2 separate regions of the Gossypium hirsutum genome follow, and region 2 is linked to region 1. Evidence: chromatin contacts called from public Hi-C data. All regions are on one chromosome and are shown on one strand. The core of a region is the stretch at or near the end of the contact, and the rest is flanking DNA. Distances in the headings are between cores, read along the strand shown. Region 1 holds the start of LOC107910300 (dolichyl-diphosphooligosaccharide--protein glycosyltransferase subunit 1A). Region 2 has its middle 10 kb from the start of LOC121215179.

The links. A called contact is a pair of places that touch in the nucleus more often than the background predicts.
Region 2: a contact with region 1 is called in a Hi-C map of fibers, with 2.1 times the contacts expected there. The contact joins the enhancer-like site here to the promoter of LOC107910300 in region 1. A contact is called at or near these places in 4 of 34 Hi-C or Micro-C datasets (fibers, leaf and petal).

Annotation. Positions count from the first base shown.
Region 1 is chrD02:24,683,151-24,687,108 of Gossypium_hirsutum_v2.1, forward strand. LOC107910300 (dolichyl-diphosphooligosaccharide--protein glycosyltransferase subunit 1A) reads right to left here and starts at 1,387. Exons shown (of 10, transcript XM_016838110.2): 1 at 1,143-1,387; 2 at 887-931; 3 at 143-777; 4 at 1-52. The coding sequence starts at 1,238.
Region 2 is chrD02:25,037,388-25,041,211 of Gossypium_hirsutum_v2.1, forward strand. No RefSeq gene overlaps it. Among protein-coding and RNA genes, the nearest start is that of LOC121215179, 10 kb to the right of the region's middle. Within about 2 kb of position 1,319, at least 6 of the 9 cell types and tissues checked have an H3K27ac peak or open chromatin away from gene starts, as enhancers often do. A contact at or near this core is called in fibers and leaf, where this site is marked.

The DNA.
Region 1 (3,958 bases), core at 137-2,636:
ATACCTAAAGGCCGATGCACCACGAACGTTGGGTCTGGCCTGGAAATCAAGCCTGTAGTGTCAAAGTAATAATTCAGAAACAAACTTCCAACCCGGCACGGTGCTCACCATAATCCATAAAAAGGTAAAGATATGAAGTAACCTGGAAAATTCACCCTTGCTCTGGGCACCACCATGTATGAGCTTGTAATGCTCAGTGACTTGCACATTACCCCAATGGGAAATTTCTATCTCTCTCACCAATTCATGAGCAACAGCAAAGGGTAAATTGCTTTCAAAATGAACTGCTATGGGTGAGTACGAGAATGAAGGAATATTCTCATAAGGACCATATTTGATTTCTGAACCATGAATCTTTGTGTTCTCCAGTTTTGTATAGGATTCAATTCTAGAATCAGGCAATTTAACACTTAGAGACTGAACCTTCACAGCATAAGGAGATAGATAGTGTGCACTATCCTGGTATAGTACAAGCTGAATATCAGCCTGAGTGATTTGCTCAGGAATAGGTCGCAAGGCATGGGTAAATACGGCCAAGACATCAAAAGTGAAGCTATCACCCTCAGCTAATCCCTTAGGCAAAGATACTGAATAGAATGTCAAAGCAGCAGGCATGTCTTTTGGGTTGGCAGCCTCAACAGGGAGAACAACAACAGGGTTTTTTCCTTTCCCTTTCCCTTCATGTGGAGTAGCAATCAAATATGCCATATTTTTGGCTTGTTGCTCAGGAAAAGCCAGCAAAACCTTGGACTCCTTTTCGGAACCTGCATTCTCCACCTAAAGGACAATATAACAGCACATTAAAGAATAAAGCCGAAAAGAGATAATAGAGTTGAAAGCATTAGCAATTTGAGAATGAAAAGAAAAGTGAGTGTTACTGAAGCACCTTCATAGTTGAAGAAATCCGAACAATATGTGATGTCAAATATATCTGCAACACATAGGGACGCTTTTAACATAAAAACTTTACAGATACAACTATTGTAGCAGTTCAGATCAACCCAAGAGATGATGTTTCAGATGGATAAAATCTTCAGAAGCAGCCGTGAACCAATCAGAGAAATGAACTCGCAAGGAATACTATCAATAATATTAAACCCTAGAAAGCTGGGAAATTTGAATAGAGAAGGATAAAAACTTACGCGTCGATCGACTTTGGAAAGGACCAGATCGGAAAGTGCGGGTGATGCCAAAATTGCGATTGTAAGCATAAGGAAACAAAACCCGAAACTCTCCATTGTCGGGAAACTGAATCTCTACTGCACTTGACCCCTAGTTGACTCCTTTTGTTTCTGGTTCCTGTAGTGAACGGAGGGCTCTTTTGGTAATCTATTGTTACCTTGTAGGCTAAATTACATTGCTATTCCCTCAATTACTAGTTTCCTTTTTTTTCAAATGAGAAATAATAAAATAGTCATTATATATTTTTTATCACCCATCAATTAAAGATTAATGGAAAAATAACGTATCTGCTTTTAAAACTGACATAGTAATAATTTTAATTTTTAGACATTTATACGTTATGTTAATTTAGAATTTATTTTAAAAAATATAATCATCAATATTTACATATTATGTAATTTAATATTTTTGCATTTTTGTGACTTTCTCACTTGAAAAACTAAAAAAATATTAACTAAATTTGATCAAAAGTATACTAAAAATAGAAATACAAAAAAACCTAATATCATCATTTTTACTTTTTCTCATTCTTTAATTTTGATACTCTAATTCTCTATCGTTAGATTGAATACTAGTAGTTGAGATGACTCAATCATAGTCAGTTCCCTCTTCACAAATTTCATAAAATCCGTACTTGATTCATTTGAAGTCAATTCAACTGAGTTGCTCTTGTTATTGTCATCATTAGCTTTAATGTCTCCAACGAACATAGAGAGTCTTGCTACTCGTTCAATTAACCCACTATATAAAAGAAAATAAAAGTGCTTTTGAATCATCAACTTCCAAAAGTTGAAGTTGCAATAAACTTAATTGAGTCTAGTGAGTGGATAAATTGAAAGGTTTACATAACCATGAGTAAACTTGCATTATCGATAGCCAAAACTGACATCAAGCGATGAATTTCACTAGTAAATATGAGCATTTAGAGTGTTCTCACTTCATCCCTTTGTGGCATTGCCCCTACATTTAACTCAATGGAAAAATGAAGAACAACAACAAGAAACAAAGTTACCTAAAATTTGTAAACTAGCCAATTCAATTCATTGAAAATAAAAAGTACCCATTTCATTAATTCAACCTAATTTGAAGTCTAACAACTTAAAGAAAAAAAAACCTTCGATTTGCTTCATCAATGGCAACCAACTCAAACAAACAAAAAAAGTGAATTAATTGTCATCGAGAGATATCAAGTTCTCAACCATTTAAAGTATAACGAAATCAATGTATTTGAGAATTATCTAATTTAATAAGAATTTAAAAAATATATTTTAATTTTCTCATCATGTATTGAATTATATTTTCATGTAAAACAGGATAAATTTAGGTAATGTGTAAACATTAAGACCTATTTTTTAAAGAATTAAGATTAAATTGATAGAATATAGAAACATTTAGGGTTGAACTTGTTACCATGCCAATTTTAAAAGATGTCATGTCATATTTCCATTAGCCATCTAACAACTAGTGACTAAAAAAGGAAAAATCAAATAGTTGAGTGATCATTTTATAATTTTTCATAGTTGAATGGTAAAAAAATTACTAATAGTTAATGATTACTAGTGTAGTTTACCCAACTTTGTATAGCGGGATTGAAAATTGGACATTTAATGAGCTGAGTTTGAACCATGAAGGTAGGCTTGCATGCCTAGATTGGGTTAATCCAAAAATTTCTTTTTCTTTAAAAATATGCTTTTAAGTCCCTATATTCTTCTTATATTTAAAAATTAGTTTATTTACTTTTATTTTTAGGAATTTAGTCCATTTGTTAGATTTCAAATTTTTAGGTCCAATTGTTAATATTATTAAAATTCTTCTATTAAATTTGTTGGCATGACATTTTGAAATAAAAAAACACTCACTTGGCAGATTGATCAACAACGATCATGGTTCTTATTTAAGTGTTTATTTGTGTTTTTAAATTCAAAGTAGTAATTTATGTTTTTCTATAGTTTTTTTTAACATTTTGATATTTAATAAGGTTACGTGGTCATGCAAGTTGATTTGGGAGCTAAAGATGTAACTTCGGGCTGGAACTGCTGCCAATGTCATGACAATGAAGTATGGAAATTATGACATAAAAAATAAATTAAAAATAGCATCGAGAACGAAGTTGGAGCCAGTATCACGACATCGGGCTACGGGATTCATGACACTAAAGACAAACATGAGGAAGGGCTACAACATAGTTGACATTGCAATGTGGGAGCACTTGACGTCGTGACAACGTGACGTTTTCTTGAATTATCTCAGCCATGGTTTCAAAGGCTAGGTGCTCTTTTCCCAATCAAACACTAATTATTACAAAGTTATTTTAGGCACTTTAGTTTTTCAATGTTAGCCTATATAAAGGGACATTGTAACTTGAATTAGAGGGATTTTGGGGGAGCCAAACACTATTCTTCAGATTTTTATTCAACTTTTCATTTTTACTTAATTATTTATATGTCTGCTTAATTGAAAGATATAATTCAAAAGTGAGACTATCATGAGCATAGAATGTTTCAAAAATGTGCCATTACATCGATTACTCAATAAGCATTCTCTATCTATTTTCTTATTCTATTATTTATATTTCTTTCTTTAACTTTGTTAATTGAATGTTTGTGTAAATATTAGAATAAATTTGTGCTTTATATATATCTAGTATGATTTAATTGTTTAACCTGATTAATTGATTGAGAAGATAATAACCTAAAATTAAGTATTTATTTAAGAGAACTTAGTATACTAGGATTGACGAACCTAGTAAAATATCTAGACGAATGTGTAACGCCCC
Region 2 (3,824 bases), core at 69-2,568, 350 kb after region 1:
GGACATTTTGAGATTGTGTCATTTCATCACTTTAAAATTAAAAATTTATATAAGATCTAAAAATTATCACACACAAAAAAAACCATTTTTAGGTGATGGTGTGTTATTAAGTATGTTTTTATAGTGAAATATAATTTATAATAGCCTATTTATGTAGCAACAACATACATATTTGTTTTATTATTATTAAGAAAGTAAAACAATACAGTACAGGGTGAGAAAATCCTTGCATTTTATAAAGAGGGACAAAAACATAGTAATGAGACAATCCAGAAAAATCCACCTCCAACAAATCCCTTCGTTTTGAGCAAGATCAACTACAAATTACCAGGAAGCTAAATATAAAGATGATCTTTCCATGCCTGCTTTAGCCAAGGTATCAGCTAAACAGTTTGCTTCGCCAACAACAAGCATAAAGGATAAATCAATGATTGTAATAGCCCAATTTAGATCCTAATCGGACATAATGATTTCGGGACTACAAATTCGAGTCAAAAAAATATTTTAATATTATTTTTAGTGTCTATTATATGTTAAGTTATATGTGTAAAAATTTCGTGTGAAAATTTAATCGTTTGAAGGTTCAATTCGATGAAAAGGGTTTAATCGCGTAAAATAAAACTCAGTCTTATCATTTCAATTTAGGCACTTTCATTTCTTTTTGATATAAACGTAAACTCTTTGTGAATTTCCATGTAGCCTAAACATGTATAAAAAATATTCCATATATAATTTTATCAATTCTCCATTAATTAATTTAGTTTTTCAATCTCTTTATTACTTTCTTATTAACAAACATGGAAGAATTTATTGGCATCGATTAAAATAAATTAGTACCGATCAACATATGCAGGAATGCAATGACATTTGAGTTTGGGAAAATATATGATCCCTATTTTCCAACTCGTAGGATGCTAGGAAGTACACAATTTAGACCATTTCAAGCTTGAGTTTATCCTTTCAAAAAACAAAAAAACCTTAAGCTTATTAATTTTAAATCTTCTCTTCATTTAATTCCAAGAATAAAAAAGAAATTAAATAATTGTATCCCCCAAATTTAGACAAAACACAAATGATATTCACTTGGTAAACAAGCATTTTCACTTGGTAAACATAATCGAGGGGATTTTAAACTTTTGAGATGTTGTTCAAAACTTGTGGTGCTACAAATGTTGCCGGGACTGGGTTTGAAGAGAGGAGGGACACTGTCTTTTTAGTGTTGGAAAGTGGGGTGGTTAGCAACCATGGTTTTTACACCACAAATTACTAATCTATTTATCTTTTGGGGCAATGTGAAAGAGAGTGGGGGATTCAGATTGTGGTGAGTGCTTAAAGAGTGCTGTTCAAAGAGCTCAAGTTGAGTGTTTCAAGTGTTGCGATTGAATCAGATGAGAAAAGCAGAAACGTTAAAAGTAAATCAGAAAAAGGTAGACGAACTAAATAGTAAATAAAACAAAACAAAACCCTAAAATATATCTGCCAGAAATACAATAAAGACCTATTGAAGAAATTGGAAAAAAATGAAAGGGAGAAGAAAGAAAACCTGGGTCTGGCCGTCTGGGTATTGGTGTGTTGGAACTGGTAGGTTTTCCTGATTTGACTGAGATTGAGATTGAGAATCCGATTTGTGTTACTGTTAAGTGAATGAAACTAAGAAAGATTGAAAGTCAGCTGTTGCTGTAATGCTGTTACTTACCTGTTGAATATTAAGAAAACTAGAAAAGGTTCGGTTCTTGGACAGTCCAAGTCCAAGTTGTACTTGGAGCAGAGAAAATAAATTGGGCTGGGTTTAATTTAAGGCCCATGGTATTTACCCTGTAAAATTCGGTTAAACCAAAAAAATTCGATTAACTGACCAATTTCAAATCGATTTAACCGTTAATCGAAAAAGCAAAAAATCCTTAACCGACCCTGACCGAAAAAATTAATTAACCGATCGATTAATCGAATTCGGTCTGTTAACTAAATTTTTTCAGTGTTACCCGAATTTTGCACACCCCTACTTCCAGCACTACGGTACCAAGTGGTGTTGTAGTGCGCTTCCTTCTGCCAAGAATCAAGATGCTTCTCCTTTGTATTCGTGCGTTAGTATTGTATCATATCGTTCTTTGACTTTTCCTTCGCTTTTCTACCTTCAATTCGATAAAGCATACTACTTTATTCTTAAGCAAAAATGCTTAAACACTAAAACTAACTTAAAATAGCACTGAAAACATACAAAGCATGAACTAAACACAGAATGAAATGTTGGAGAAAATAATCCTAAAATGCATAAAAATACTTGAGAACAAGTATGAAAATTATTAAGAATAAACTTATGGTAACTCTTTTTCGAGAAGTTATTACACCCACACTTACATTTCTACTTATTCTCAAGGAACACAAAACATAAAACTAAAACCTTCTTAATATGCAAATATGAAAGAGTCAAAGGATTGATTATAGCATGCCGGAGTCCCAAAATTTCTTTGCATCAACTTGATAATCCATTTAAATAAGAAAGACTTACCTACCTTTGGCCATTATTGATTAATAAATAACTTAACACTAGGAAAACAGATATAACTCACAATTTAGTATCTATCTTCTAGTCTATTTTTTTTGAAAATTTGCAATCATCTTTGATGGTTTACAAGCAATTTATAGACTAGACTAGGGGCTTATACTAGAAGTCTCATTAGGGTTAAACTCCAACCATCAAGGATATTTTATTCTAATTAGTAACTTTGAGAATAATTATACTTGAAATAGAATTTTCGATACATTGTTACAACAAGGAAAAAATAAGGAAGAGAGTATGGTGGTTGTCACAGAGGCAGGTTCACTCAATCGGGGCGGAGGGTTGGAGGTTACAAAGAGTAGTGATAAATGCTAAAAGTAACATGTTTTACCCTCATTCTTAATGCATTATTGGGTGATTATTTGATGTTAATGGTGAATTTTATGCTCCTAGTCCTTTAAATTCATGTTTTTATGCTTAACAGAGCGTTTGGGAGCAAAAAAAGCGAAAATCGAGTGAAAATCAAAAAATCGAAGCAAGTTATAGGAGCCACAAGGGCTGACCCATTCCACACGGCCAACCAAACGATCATGTGGTAGGCCATGTTGATTTCCTGGATTTGCACTCTAAACTACAGAAAATCAAAATTTTTAGGTTTTTTTGGGCATTCTAATGCATATATATGATGAAAATAAGAAGATAAGAGTGAGTCGTCATAGAATATTCAAGAAAACAACTCAAAAAGGACCATTGAATCTAATTCTGAAGCAGATTTCCGTCAAGATTGAAGATTCCCAATTGATTTCTTAGGAGATTATCATGAGTTTCTTTATTTATTTTGGTTATACTGTATCTTAAATGTTTTTATTTTCAAGTATGAACTAATTTTCTAAATACCTAGGGAGATGAACCTTATGATGAATTCTGTCATTTGATTTTTATTTTACGCAATAAATACTTAGTTTCTTATTCTCAATTATGTGTGCTTAATTCTTGGTGATATTTCTAGACTATTAATCCATGTATGATGTGCTTAAATTAGAGGTGGAATAGACCCTATTTAAGAGTAGATCTTGCGTAATTGAGTGGAGTTGCATGCAATCCTACACATATGATGACATAAATCTATCAGATTAGATCTAATAGGGGAATCCATAGTACGAGCTAATGTGATAATAGATGTTTTAATTAGAAAGAAATTTCAATTAATCAACCTAGAGTCAGTTGCCCTTATTCTCGAAAAAGATGTGGGCATAATTTATGGATTTCTACGGATCAAGTTACTAAGTAAAGAAATTAGATAATTTAGATTGATAATGACAGA